Linked DNA regions of Capsicum annuum: region 2 is linked to region 1. Evidence: chromatin contacts called from public Hi-C data. All regions are on one chromosome and are shown on one strand. Each heading gives the region's core, a stretch centred on a gene start, on an enhancer-like site or on the middle of the called end of the contact. The rest is flanking DNA. Distances are from core to core; before and after follow the strand shown. Region 1 holds the start of LOC107873237 (protein INVOLVED IN DE NOVO 2). Region 2 holds the start of LOC107873238.

Region 1 (2,993 bases), core at 247-2,746:
AGAAAAATTCTATGGGGAAATTTCCCACATGATGTGTTTGCTATCAAAAGGCTTTGATACTCCGAAGAACAACAACATACCCAGTGTAATCCAACAAGTAGGGCCTGGGGAGAGTAGGATGTACGCAGACCGTACACTACCTTTGTGGGGTAGACAGACGCTGAACCAGGTTTTGATATTCCCATTAAAAGAAAATGAATGTTTCTTAAATTTTGATACACTTTGTTACATTTACAGCAATTTATGGAAGAATGAACCAATCAAAAAGTTATACGAAGAACCCATGACATCCAATAAGCACCAATTGATTGGTGAAAAAAAAAATGTAAAACTCATCCTGGTAAGAATAACCTTACATGAAAATGTTCATTCCTTACCCTCTTCTCCAGAAACATAATTACAGTCATATGTGCTAAATGCAAGTAAGAAATACGGTTGTTTTACCTTACAAATACAAAGATCTGGAACTCAACAGTAATATCTGCAGTTTTTGATAGCAGAGAAATATTTTGCAAGAGATTACAGATGTTATACATGCACAATAAAAAGAACTAGGTTTTCTTTGAAGGTTCTCCTCAATATACCCATACAGAGACCTAGAAATCAATAGCAATTAGCAGTTTTTGACAGCATTGCAATACTAGGCAACAGTAATTAGATAGGGTACTTTGTGCTTCCTGGTTTACTTTTTTCGCCACATCATTCTTTGTTCAAGAGCAGAAGCTTGCAAGTTGAAGGAGAATAATCAGCACGATAATGCACGGAGGTCAACGCAATAATTACACCCCTGACCGGACTCAAAAAAGAAATGCTTATCCGGAAATAGCTTGAATACATGTCAAATTTACCTTAGAATTCATAAAGGAAGAAATTTTGATAACAACCTTGCAAGTACCAACCATATGGAAGCTACATTTTACTAAAAAAAATTTAAAAAAATACAGAGCTGCGTGAATTGTCTATTTCCTAGGGTTTCTTCATATTTTTGAGCAGCCGAAAGACTAATTAACTAAAAGAAACAGCCTTAAACAGTAGCCAAATGTATACAGAGACATGCATCCAAGGAAGACATAGCAGAGTCAAAAATTACAAATTAAAACCTTGTTAAACAACAGAAATCGAGCAAAGAGGAAAAGAATTGTTATCTGTCTCAGATCTACTTGCCCGGATTTTCCAAACCAAGCGTCAAGCAGCAAAAGAGAAGGTATTAGGCAGCAGTTTCTCTTGAAGGAGTGAATAGGGTCTTTTCGTAGGTAGTGAGTGAGGAGGCAAGTAAAATTGGGTTTTGATGAGGAGAGACAAAGGATGTGTTTGGTACTATGGCAAATGATTTCTCCAAAATGTTTTTCTATTTTTTCTTGTTTGGCTGTAATAAAATGTTTTTCAAACATTTTTCATAATAACTTATTTCCCTCATGAGTTAAGGAAATTTATTTTCTAGAAAATGATAAATGTAACTTATGATCCCACCTTATCCCTCTTTCCACCCCAATAACACTCATATTCATATGACTCAAAAATTTACATTTCTCAAAAATTTATATTATTCGAAAATATTTTTCACTGTGCTTTACTTCAATTTTTCAGTGCTTGAAATAAAAAATAGTAAAACCTGAATTTTTTCTATTTCCAATATTCATTGAATATATTGTTATTTTCATATACATAAAGGAAGACTTACCTATATTACTTTTGCTAATTGCATATTTCATTTTGTCATCGATGTAACTTGTTTCACGAGGTTGAATAAGCTTATCGTTCCGTTATATTTCTATTGATTGTAGTATCTTGAGATTGTCCTGACAAAATATTGAAAAGTGTCTCATATATTTGCTAATTAATAGTTGCTTAAATTTAGTGATTGTAATATTTTAGTATTCGATATTGATATTATTTGTTATGCTTAAATTAGTTCTTACAAATTGTTGAGTTGCTAGAGGTACTGATATACTAATTAACAGTTAGTAGTATTTTCTAAAAAAATATTTTTTCACTCATCAATCAAACATTAGAAAATATTTTTCTAAAAAATAGTCTCTACTCACCAACCAAACACCATAAAATATTTTTTGAAAAATATTTTCCAGTCACCAACCAAACATGAGAAAGTAAGTAGAAAACCAACTTATTTTTCAGGAAAACATTTTCCAAGATAACATTTTCCATGGAAAATATTTTCTATCATACCAAACACACCCAAAGAGGAAAACAACCTAAAGGTTAATATAGTACTATAAAAATTATCCAATTCGATGCGAATCAATTATTAAAGCGCGTGGTCAGCCACTCTGGGTTGTGGGAGCGCAGCTGCTTGTCTCACTATTTATTCGAAGTAAAAAATTAATTTCTTCCAAGGTTTTCGAGCACATCGTAAATGCGCTTTCCTGTTTTGACAGCTGGACGTCACCTACGTGTGTACTTGTGTGTGAGACTTTCTAAGCCCTTATTTTTCCCCCCAAAATAGCTATACATTATGACTAAATGAAAACCACACATGTAACACTATTGGATATGACCAGAGCTAGCACTAACTATGAGGATCTTTTTAAGCTTCACAGTAGGACATGAAGGGAGCTTAAATGGATCTTATTGAACACAAAAGAAAGGGCTTCCACATACAGATGTAGCTTAAGGCATGGGGAAGCAACGGATTGAAGAAGAGGGCAACCTACTGCCCACTTTAGGGAGCAAGACTCCCAATTTGGTGAGCCAAGTTACACTTTGGCGATCACCAAGACGACCTCAAGCCACTTGGAGGATCAAGAGCCAAGTTTGGTGATCACGTGGACCTTTACAATCAAGGAGTCATTTGGGCAATCAAGAATGGCCCTTTGGGCTATCTTTTAAATAACCATTTTTAGGCTATGTTTGTTAAAACAATAATTATAATACTTGTCATAGTGTTTTCATTCCTTAGATTATGTTGAATTGAGAATTGTCTTGAAAGATTTGATAGTTAATAATTTAGTTTGTAGTTTTCGTTGGACTCCAGT
Region 2 (2,993 bases), core at 369-2,868, 360 kb after region 1:
TTATGCATTAGTGCTAAGGATGTGTTCACAAGTTTCCTGTCATTTTTGTAACCTATAAGTCATTGATCTTCTTGTCGTAGTGGACTTGAATCTTCTTAAAGAGAACGAGATATCCACACCTTAACTAAGAAACAAATTATTTTAATTTCTTCATTTTATTATTTCAACTGTAATTTAATTATTTGATATATTACACCAATATTATGTATTTATGTAAAATTTAGTTATTGTTTCATCTTTTTATCATGCACAAAATAATGCATAGATCTTCTCATAGCTTATACATATATGTCATACTATTTTTTAAATTACAAAGCAAACATGAAAAACCATATTAACTTTATACGATCTTAACCAGCTACAAAATAAGATATACTTATCGCAATTTAATACAATAACACTCCTCATAATCCACTACCCAAAATATGAATCGTAAATTGATATCATAAATCATAAATAGAAAAATCAAAAAATTTAATTCTCCAACTTTATGCCCTCGAACCATGACCATATGAAAAGGGGAAAAAAAAAAAGCAGAGGAGCAATTTGACGGAAAACCCTGGCAGCAGATAAAGTGCCCGAAATTAACTAACCGCTTGCCAGCTAATGATCCTCATAAAACTACGTTGGATTTCTCTTGTACATACACAACAGAACACATTCATACATCTAGCTAATTATATTCTTGCCCTTTGTGAATTCCGCATATTTCCATTTCTCTCTCTCTCCCTCCCTTAGTCGGATAGATTACAAACGATTTTTCAATTCTTTTTTTCAATGTTGAAATGTAGTAGGGACGAGGACTTACAAATTCAGATTTAGCTCAATTAAACGTAAGATATATGTTGTGTTGCCTCCTATTGAAATTTAGTGGCTTTAAGGGAATTTAATACCTTTAAGTTACATTTTTAATCATGTAGTCTTTTACTCCATCCATTTGCATAGTCACAATGTGCAACAGTTCATCCCCTTTTATTTTTGCGGCATTATATGTTAATTACTCTTAGTATTAGTGCTAAGAATGTGTTCACAAGTTTCCTGTCATTTTTGTAATCTATAAGTCATTGATCTTCCTGTCGTAGTGGACTTGAATATTCTTAAAGAGAACGAGATATCCACACCTCAACTAAGAAACAAATTATTTTAATTTCTTCATTTTATTATTTCAACTGTAATTTAATTATTTGATATATTACACCAATATTATGTATTTATGTAAATTTAGTTATTATTTCATCTTTTTATCATGCACAAAATAATGCATAGATCTTCTCATAACTTATACATATATGTCATACAATTTTTTAAATTACAAAGCAAACATGAAAAACCATATTAACTTTATACGATCTTAACCAGCTACAAAATAAGATATACTTATCACAATTTAATACAATAATACTTCTCATAATTCACTACCCAAAATATGAATCGTAAATTAATATCATAAATCATAGATAAAAAAATTAAAAAATTTAATTCTCCAACTTTATGCCCTCGGACCATGACCATATGAAAAGAAAAAAACAAAAAAAAAGCAGAGGAGTAATTTGACGGAAAACCTGGCAGCAGATAAAGTGCCCCAAATTAACTAAGCGCTTGCCAGCTAATGATCCTCATAAAACTACGCTCGATGTCTCTTGTACATACACAACAGAACACATTCATACCACAAAGCATACAGCTTGCTAATTATATTCTTGCCCTTTGTGAATTCCGCATCTTTCCATTTCTCTCTCCCTCTCCCTCCCTCAGCCGGATAGATTACAACGATTTTTCAGTCCTTTTTTACAATGTTGAAATGTAGTAGGGACGAGGACTTACAAATTCAGATTTAGCTCAGTTGAACGTAAGAAGTGACGTGCATTTGCACCCCCCCCCCCCCCCCCTTTTTTTTTCTGCTGTAACCCATGAATCAATAGCATCCACTTGAAAAATCTCCATCGCACACCCATCGATGTCGGCGATCTACAGTCCATCTCGGAGCCCAGCTAGCTCCAGGTTGCCTTTGGGCGGAGGCGGCGGTGGCGCATCCAGATTGAGATCTTCTTCGCTTAAGAAACCACCTGAGCCACTTCGCAGAGCTGTCGCTGATTGTCTATCTTCTTCCTCCTCCTCCTCTTCTTCTTCTTCTTCTTCTTCTTCTTGTTCTTCTTCTTGTTCTTCTTCTCCTGCTCACCATGGAATTTCCTCTGCCACTGCCTCCGAAGCTTCAAGAACTCTTCGGGTTAGACTTGGATCCTCTTCTATCTCATTTGAATGTAGGTTTACTACAGTAGTTTCTCCGAGATTTTCATTCCTAGTTTGTGATAAGATTGCAGGTTTTGTACCTACATTTTTATTTAACCTTGATTTTCCCCTTTTTTACATTTCCTGAAGTATATTGCCTTGAATTAAGTCTTAATCTAGGAAATTGGGTAGGGAATGTGTAGGGTTTTTGGATGTATGATGTTGTTAAGTGTAATATAGTAGTTTATTTAGCATGTTTCGTAAGATATGGGATTCAGATGCTGTCTTTATGGGTATTCGGTAATATAGTAGTTTATTTAGCATGTTTCGTAAGATATGGGATTCAGATGCTGTCTTTGTGGGTATTCGGGGAAGGAGACAAGCATTACAAGAGCATATAAGCTGCAAAGATGCCAAGAGAAAGTGTGGGGTTCTGATGCTTGCTTGATTTTGAAAAGCTTTAACTATCTTGGTTTGTACCTTGGCAAATTTGTCTGATAATCCTGTAAGCAATGAAACACTACCCAGCTTATTGGATTAACAAATACATAAAGATAATTAGATTCCAGACTGATATAGGAACTCGTTCCTTAAAGGTCAAGTGTCTAAATGGTTCCTAAAATACTGGCTTCTTGAAAATTGAAATGCATCTTTTTTTATTACATCCTCAATTGAAAACTTCACAATTACCCTAAAACATAGGTGCTGTCATGTTTAGACATTCCTATGAGCCTATATGGTGAGAAGTTTTTTCTTTCTAAATT

What was found. Hi-C and Micro-C count contacts between places; a contact is called where the count stands out from the background.
Region 2: a contact with region 1 is called in a Hi-C map of pericarp, with 2.6 times the contacts expected there. The contact joins the promoter of LOC107873238 here to the promoter of LOC107873237 in region 1. A contact is called at or near these places in 2 of 5 Hi-C or Micro-C datasets (leaf and pericarp).

What each region holds. Positions count from the first base shown.
Region 1 is chr6:101,268,383-101,271,375 of UCD10Xv1.1, forward strand. LOC107873237 (protein INVOLVED IN DE NOVO 2) reads right to left here and starts at 1,497. Exons shown (of 7, transcript XM_016719994.2): 1 at 1,101-1,497.
Region 2 is chr6:101,625,797-101,628,789 of UCD10Xv1.1, forward strand. It overlaps LOC107873238, which reads left to right and starts at 1,619. Exons shown (of 15, transcript XM_016719998.2): 1 at 1,619-2,227. The coding sequence starts at 1,958.